Regions from separate parts of the Macaca mulatta genome. Here region 2 is linked to region 1. The links are chromatin contacts, called in public Hi-C maps. All regions are on one chromosome and are shown on one strand. Each heading gives the region's core, a stretch centred on a gene start, on an enhancer-like site or on the middle of the called end of the contact. The rest is flanking DNA. Distances are from core to core; before and after follow the strand shown. Region 1 overlaps UBE2O (ubiquitin conjugating enzyme E2 O). Region 2 has its middle 15 kb from the start of RHBDF2.

The links. Hi-C and Micro-C count contacts between places; a contact is called where the count stands out from the background.
Region 2: a contact with region 1 is called in a Hi-C map of CD4 T cells, with 3 times the contacts expected there. The contact joins two enhancer-like sites. A contact is called at or near these places in 4 of 14 Hi-C or Micro-C datasets (CD4 T cells, fetal cortex germinal zone, fetal cortical plate and 1 more).

Annotation. Positions count from the first base shown.
Region 1 is chr16:86,145,976-86,149,949 of T2T-MMU8v2.0, forward strand. It overlaps UBE2O (ubiquitin conjugating enzyme E2 O), which reads right to left. Exons shown (of 18, transcript XM_077972831.1): 7 at 3,934-3,974; 8 at 3,640-3,790; 9 at 2,942-3,414; 10 at 2,328-2,482; 11 at 1,964-2,076; 12 at 1,729-1,875; 13 at 1,295-1,384; 14 at 1-298. Among named protein-coding and RNA genes, the nearest start is that of SPHK1, 16 kb to the left of the region's middle. Within about 2 kb of position 1,921, at least 2 of the 40 cell types and tissues checked have an H3K27ac peak or open chromatin away from gene starts, as enhancers often do. A contact at or near this core is called in CD4 T cells, where this site is marked.
Region 2 is chr16:86,267,195-86,271,168 of T2T-MMU8v2.0, forward strand. No RefSeq gene overlaps it. Among named protein-coding and RNA genes, the nearest start is that of RHBDF2, 15 kb to the left of the region's middle. Within about 2 kb of position 1,642, at least 14 of the 40 cell types and tissues checked have an H3K27ac peak or open chromatin away from gene starts, as enhancers often do. A contact at or near this core is called in CD4 T cells, where this site is marked.

The DNA of each region.
Region 1 (3,974 bases), core at 671-3,170:
TGCCAGCCTTCTCCATCAGCCCGGCCATGGGGGCGGCCATGGCCACAGCCCCTTGGACAGCAGCTGTGGCTGCCTCTTCACTGATCACCACTCCCTTGTCCTCCTCAGGGGCCGCTGGCTGCTCTAGGGGTAGGATGGGGGGCTCCTCTATCTTGGGGTGCTCATCCTCCACCAGCCCATTGTCCGTCTCCCAGCTGTCACTATCATCTTCCCATTCATCCGAGGATGCCCCGCTGGTGCTGCCTTCTACCGAATCGTAGTCTGACTCCTCAATCTCAGACTCGATGTTGTACAAGTGCTGGGGGCAGAAGGAAGTGCCAGGGTAATGCAGACAGGAAGTCACCTCCCCACCACTAAGGAGGAGCTCTGGGGATCCATGACCTTCACAGCTGATGGGGACTGGGCTCATGAGGCCTTGGCAACCTCATTCCATTCTTTCCCCGCCCTCTGCTCTGGATTTTGCAGTCCCTAGGTCTCTGGGAGAGGCCCTTCACCTGTGCCACCCCTAAGCCGGACCCAAAGCCCCAGCCAGTGGTCTGTTCCAGCCTCTGCTCCTGCTCTGTGCACTTGGTCAGCATCTGCCCAAGGCAGTAGGGGACCTTGGCAGGCCCAGCCCTACACCTGAAAAGCTCAGGGTCAGCTGATGATACAGCCAAGGAGGTCTGTGTGGGGCTGCGCTGGGAGCTGGGAACATATGACAGGAGGGGACATGTGGAAGGGCCGACACATCTTGCTGCCTTCCCTGGAATGGCCGTTAAGGTGATGGGGCAAGCCATTCCCACTCCCACTCCCGCCCCTGTGTGGACCAGGAGAGGAAAGCTGGGCTGTGTGGCTCCAACCAGGAGGCGAGGGAAGGAGAGCCCATGTAGCTCTTCTGCTCAGGACCCAGCAGCTGGGGTTAGAACTGCACCAGCTCCTTTCTCTCCTTCTCTGTTAGAGCTTTCTAGAAACGGTGGTAGGAAAGTTTCCATCTCCTTTTAGGAGGGAACTTGCATTCTTCGCAGCACAGTGAGCTGACAATCCAGGAAAATCCTGGAGGTCTGTGAAAGTCTACATGCACCAGCGATGGATGGCCGGGAAGAGACTGCTGGGAGAAGCGAGGCTGGTGGGCCAACTGCGGGCTGCCCCCAACCCTGCACCAAGGGCTGTGTGGAATGCCTGCCTTGCCCCCTCATGCTTTTGCTGAGATCTCACCAGGAAGACCTGAGAGCCCATCTTCTGGCTACACGACTATGGTCCCCAGCCCAAGCTGCCATAGTCACAAGCCCAGTGGGGGGTCTTGCCAGAGCCTCACCTGGGGCAGGATGATGGTCTTTGAGTTGTCAGCCCACACCACCTCCACCTTGCTGCTGACGTCCACACGGGCCACCTGGCCCACCGATGGCTGCCGGGCAAAGGGGACAAAGTCAGGGGGTCCAGCTCAAGCTCCAGCTCCCCAGCCCCTCCTGTGCTCTGCAGTGACTGACATCATGCCCACCCAGCTCGTGACAAGAACTTAGCTCCTCTGGTAAACGTAACCAGCGGCAGCTGAAGAAGCCTGACCCCAGAAGCGAGGCAGGGAAACAAGTCCTTCTGCAGCTGCTAGGGCTGAGCAGCAGCTTGACTTTGGGGCAGCTGCCCTGGGGACACTGAGCCCAGAGGACTTTCAGGTCTTGTCTCCTAGAGCCACCTGGTGGCAGCATCAGGGACTGCAGCTGGTGCACAGGGCAGTGAGCAGCGGTCCAGAACTTGAATTGGAAGGCACACCTCATCCTCCTTGTGAGGAGCCCCGTCCTCAGTATTGCCGATGCGGATGACGATGTCAGTTGTACGGAACCTAAAGTCAGGGTGGTCAGCAATGTCGTAAACACTCACGTCTTCCTCTTCTCCAATCAGCTGTGGCACAGGACAGGTTGTCATGAGCTACGGGTCCTACACCTAACCCCAGAGCCCACCTGAAGAAAGCAGTAGGGGCTGCACACACCTCCACGTCGTCCCCACTCGGCCGCAGCTTGAACCACTTCACCATGCAGGTGCGGCCGAGGTGGTCCCCAGACTGTACCACGCCGTAGACAGCAGGGTCTGGACAGCTCTGGACTAGGGAACCAGAGGAAGGGACGTGACTAGCTAAGGGATCCCGGCTAAGGAGCCGACATCTCAAGCCAGTGCAGGGTGCAAACTGTGACCTTCCCCTGTCTTGGAAGTGGTGAGACCCCTTCATGAGGGCAGTCCCCTTCTGGACCTCATTTTAGCTCTGACCCCAGATCCACTGCCCATTCTCCACAAGCCCCAACCTGGGCCCTCACTGGCAACCACCCTGCTGGCTGCCCTTCCAGAGCTGGCACTACCTCGCTTATCTACCACGAAGTCTCCGGGGCAGAACTCGTTGTTGTCCAGGTGGTGCACAGGAAAGAGGTCGTTGGAGCGGATGTTGCATTCCACAGAGCCATCCTGCCACATCACGTCGGCTGAGGTCATCGTGGTCACCACCTCCACTGCCACCCTGCCGGATGCAGGCCAGTCAGCAGGCCATGCAAACGCCACCCCCGCCCACGGAAAGGGCAGAGAATCTTTTTGTCCCTTCCTGTCCCTGTGGGCTTAGTAACCTGAAACTCCGAATCCCAAGTTGGCAGGATGAGTTTCTGGTGCACAGGAAGCTCACCCAGGGTTCCGAGGCCATGCACTCTCTGAGAACGAGACCCACTTGGGAGAGCTCAGGCAAATGTGTTCCCAGAAGGCCAAGCTTAAGGCCACCACCATCCCACCCTCTGCACCACTCCTCAGTCTCCGCTTTCCACCAGGGCCTACCCCAGGCACCTACGCTGTCTCGGATGGGCGTCCCTGAGCCACTACAAGGCATGCAGAGGTGTGTGTGCGAGCACAGGCACGCACACCCAGGGGACGCGCACTCTGCCTGGCTTCACGCTGACGCCACTGGGGAGGGGCACAACTCTGAGTTTACCTGTCCCCTGGCTTGAAATCTCGAGTGATTTTATTCTTCTTCCTCTTGTGTTTGCGCTTTAAGTTCTTGATGGACAAGGGGATGCTCTTTTTGCGACTCGTGCCACTGCCGCTCTGGGAGGAAGTGGTGGAGCTGGCAGAGGAGGTCACTGAGCTGGTGTCGTCCGTGTCGTCAGCAGCCTCATCATCTGCGTCCTGCTCTGCCGAGTGCAGCCTGTCATCTCTGCCTTCTTTTAGCAGGAATGGGGGCAGCTGCTCTCCTGCCTCGTGGGGCTCCTCTGCACCTTCGTCCTGCATCTCCACTGGACTGGCAGAGCCATCAGGCGTCTCCTCGGGACTGGCAGACTCTGCTTCACTCTTGGCTTTGGTTTCCCCCTTCTTGTCTGGGTCTTCCATGGAATGGTCCCGGGAACACTGGGTGTCTGGGGAGCACGACATGATCCGCACAACCTGCTTCTTCAACAGGCGCTTCACCTGCAAGGGCGGAGCAGAGAGGACAGGGCTGTGAGGTGCACCTGGGCAGGCCTGGCCCTAGGCATCTCAGGCTGGGGGGATGACAGTTGTATACACCTGAGTAGCCGGCAAGGGTCATCAGGGCTGCCCCCCAAGGCCTAAAGCACAGACTGTCCTTTTTGGCCATGGAAATGGCTCAAGGCCAGTTCCTCAAATGCCCACCAACCCCCAACCCCAAGGACATACCTTCTTGGCCATAGAGCCCTCCCCCTGGGCGCAGTTTTTTTCTGGACATTCCCAGGCAATCTTGGCTGGCTCTACCTTGGCTGGGAAGACATACAGACAGCGCTCCCCAAGCTGCCGCTGAGCATGGTCAAAGCATCCGAGACGCTTCACCCTGGTTGGGAAAGAAGCAGGGGTGAGCTGAGCTGGACTCCTGGGAGGCCAGCAGTGTTCTTGAGCCTCCCCGGGCATGTGGCCAGGGCCCAGAGGCCTGTTCCGCGCGTGCCCCTGGGTTGCTGGCAGTAAGGGCGTGCTCACCTGCCTAGGTTTTCCTGGGTGATGACAGAGGGTGGGGGGCT
Region 2 (3,974 bases), core at 392-2,891, 120 kb after region 1:
ATCTTGGCTCACTGCAACCTCTGCCTCTTGGGTTCAAGCAATTCTCCTGCCTCAGCCTCCTAAATAGTTGAGATTATAGGCACCCATCACCATGCACAGCTAATTTTTGTATTTTTATTAGAGACAGGGTTTTGCCATGTTGGCCAGGCTGGTCTCAAACACCTGACCTCAGGTGATCCACCTGCCTCAGCCTCCCAAAGGCTGGGATTATAGTTGTAACAGGCTTTTCTGGCCTGCGCTCCCGGCTCTCCTGGAGGCAGAACCCCCAGGTCCCTGCCCCATCATGGGGCCCCCAGCCGGTCTCTTCCTTCACTTCTTTCAGGACCTGCTAGCCAGGCAGGGGAAGGGGGCTCCTCAGGACCCCAGCCTGATCCCCGGGTGGGAGGTCTCATTGAGCAGTCCCCATGAGCCACCCCACTTGCTTCTTGCTCTTTGCCTCCGCCTGACTTATGTTCAGTTTCTTCCCCTGCTCTTCTAATTCATTCAGCCATATTTCCCAAGTGTGGGCTGTGGGCAGGAGGGCCAGACAGTGAGGATAGAGGGACGGGGAAAAGGGATCCTCACTGTATTTAAAATTTTGGCATTTTTTTCATCATGGATTTTGGTGGGGGGAGCATATTTTTGTTGTTGTTTGTTTCGTTTTTTGAGAGAGAGTCTTGCTATGTTGCCCAGGCTGGTCTCAAATTCCTAGGCTCAAGTGATTCTCCCACCTCAGCCTCCCAAGTAGCTGGGGCTATGCGTGTGAGCCACTGTACCCGGCTAATTTTGATTTTAAGAGTTACTGTCGCCAGACGTGGTGGCTCACACCTGTAATCCCAGTACTTTGGGAGGCAAAGGCAGGTGGATCACTTGAGGTCAGGAGTTTGAGACCAGCCTGGCCAACACAGTGAAACCCTGTCTCTACTAAAAATACAAAAATTAGCTGGGCGTGGTGGCAGGTGCCTGTAATCCCAGCTACTCGGGCAGCTGAGGCAGGAGAATTGCTTGAGCCTGGGAGGTAGAGGTTGCAATGAGCCGAGATCACACCACTGCACTCCAGCCTGGGTGACAGAGCAAGACTCTGTCTCAAAAAAAAAAAAAAAAAAGAGAGAGAGAGATACTGCATTAGGCCGGGCACAGTGGCTCACACCTGTAATCCCAGCACTTTGGGAGGCTGAATTGGGTGGATCACCGGAGGTTAGGAGTTCAAGACTAGCCTGACCAACATGGTGAAACCCCATTTCTACTATAAATACAAAAATTAGCCGGGTGTGGTAGCTTGCCCTGTAGTCCCAGCTACTCAGAAGGCTGAGGCAGGAGAATCACTTGAACCTGGGAGGCAGAGGTTGCAGTGAGCTGAGATCATGCCACTGCACTCCAGCCTGGGCTACAGAGTGAGACTCTGTCTCACCAAAAAAAAAAAAAAAAAAAAAAAAAAGGAAGGCGAGAAGGGGAACCAGGAGGAGAAATCAGCCTGGAAAGATGGCCCGGGCCAACTCAGGCGGGCTAGTGAGCCAGGCCAGGACTCTGTTTTCTGTTTGGCTGTGACTTCAGTAAGCTAGGGCAGGGTTTTGATGGGACAGGGAGGAGTCCACGCGATCTGATTCATATGATGAAAGCATTTCCTGGGCCCTGCGTGGAGACCACAACGTGGGAGGGCAGAGCGGAGGCCGACAACTGGGAGGAGGCTTTGCAGTCGCCGGGAGAGATGATAGCTTTCTTTCCTGGCTCATTTCACACTAAACTGGGGACCAGCCAGAAAGCCTTGGGAACTTGTCAGACCCACATGCGCTGCCACTGAGTCAACTGCTACTATCATCCCCGTGTGACCTGAACCGAAACCCACTCACTTGCGAAACTGCTGGAGGCTTCTTCACTAAAACCAATATGCGTGCTAAGATCCTGGAGTAACATAAAATGTAGTGTGTGTGCCGCGTAAAATGTGCGCGTGCACAGGAAAACCACTGCCAGTATTTACAGGAAAACACTGACAGGGACTCTCAGGTGGAGGGATCATAGGGGACTTTTATTGTCACAGCCCTGACTTCTGTCCTGCTTCAGACCAGTCTCCAACCGCTTCCTGGATACCTCCCTTTGTGCTTTTCTTTCCCCCTCAAATTTCCTGCAATGTTTTTTTTTTTTTTTTTTTTTTTTCTGAGACAGAGTCTTGCTCTGTTGCCCAGGCTGGAGTACAGTGGTGTGATCTTGGCTCACTGCAACCTTCGCCCCCGGGTTTTTAAGCAATTCTCCTGCCTCAGCCTCCTGAGTAGCTGGAATTACAGGCACCTGCCACCACACCCAGCTAATTTTTGTATTTTTAGTAGAGATGGGGTTTCACTATGTTCGAGACCAGGCTGGTCTCGAACTCCTGACCTTGTGATCTGCCTACTTCGCACTCCTGAAGTGCTGGGATTACAGGCCTGAGCCACCGCACCCGGCTGCCTTTGTTTTGTTGTTGTTGTTTGAGACGGAGTCTTGCTCTGTTACCCAGACTGGAGTGCAGTGGTGCGATCTTGGCTTACTTCAACCTCCGCCTCCCGGGTTCAAGCGATTCTCCTGCCTCAGCCTCCCAAGTAGCTGGGACTATAGCCACTTGACACCATGCCCAGCTAATTTTTGTATTTTTAGTAGAGACAGGGTTTCACCATATTGGCCAGGCTGGTCTTGAACCCCTGACCTCAGGTAATCTGCCCATCTCGGCCTCCCAAAGTGCTGGGATTACAGGCGTTAGCGACCGCGCCCAGCCTGTTTTTTTTTTTTTCACTCTTGCTGTCATCTTATACATATTGCCTTTGTAATCATATAGAATTCCCAGGAATGCTACTTCAAAAACTTTGTATAAGGCCAGGCACTGTGGTGTACATACGCCTGTAGTCTCAGCTACTCAGGAGGCTCAGCTACTCAGGAGGCTGAGCCCTGGAGGTCGAGGCTGCAGTGAGCTGTGATTGCACCACCATACTCCAGCCTGGGTGACAGAGTGAGACCCTGTCTCTAAAACAAAAAGAAAAACAAAAAACTGTGTTAAATAATTTTTTGGCCAGGCGCGGTGGCTCACGCCTGTAATCCCAACACTTCGTGAGGCTAAGTCAGGCAGATCACGATGTCAGGAGTTCGAGACCAGCCTGGCCAACATGGTAAAACCCCATCTCTACTAAAAATACAAAAATTAGTTGGGCATGGTGGCTGGTTCCTGTAATCACAGCTACTCGGGAGGCTGAGGCAGGAGAATTGCTTGAACCCAGGAGGTGGAGGTTGCAGTGAGCCTAAATTGTGCCACTACACTCCAGCCTAGGCTACGGAGTGAGACTCTGTCTTGGAAAACAATTTTTTTATTTTTTATTTTTTATTTTATTAAGATGGGGTCTCTCTGTATTGCTCAGGCTGGAGAGCAATGTTTAATTTTTTTTTTTTTAAGATGGGGTCTTGCATTTTATTTTATTTTATTTTATTTTATTTATTTATTTTTTTTGAGACGGAGTCTCGCTCTGTCGCCCAGCCCAGGCTGGAGTGCAGTGGCGCGATCTCGGCTCACTGCAAGCTCCGCCTCCCGGGTTCACGCCATTCTCCTGCCTCAGCCTCCCGAGTAGCTGGGACTACAGGCGCCCACAACCGCGCCGGGCTAATTTTTTGTATTTTTAGTAGAGACGGGGTTTCACCGTGGTCTCGATCTCCTGACCTTGTGATCCGCCCGCCTCGGCCTCCCAAAGTGCTGGGATTACAGGCGTGAGCCACCGCGCCCGGCTATTTTATTTTTTTTGAGGCAGAGTCTCACGCTGTTGCCCAGGCTGGAGTGCAGTGGCGCGATCTCAGCTCACTGCAAGCTCTGCCTCCCGGGTTCCCGCCATTCTCCTGCCTCAGCCTCCTGAGTAGCTGGGACTACAGGCGCCCGCCACCGCGCCCGGCTAATTTTTTGTATTTTTAGTAGAGACGGGGTTTCACTGTGGTCTCGATCTCCTGACATTGTGGTCCGCCCGCCTCGGCCTCCCAAAGTGCTG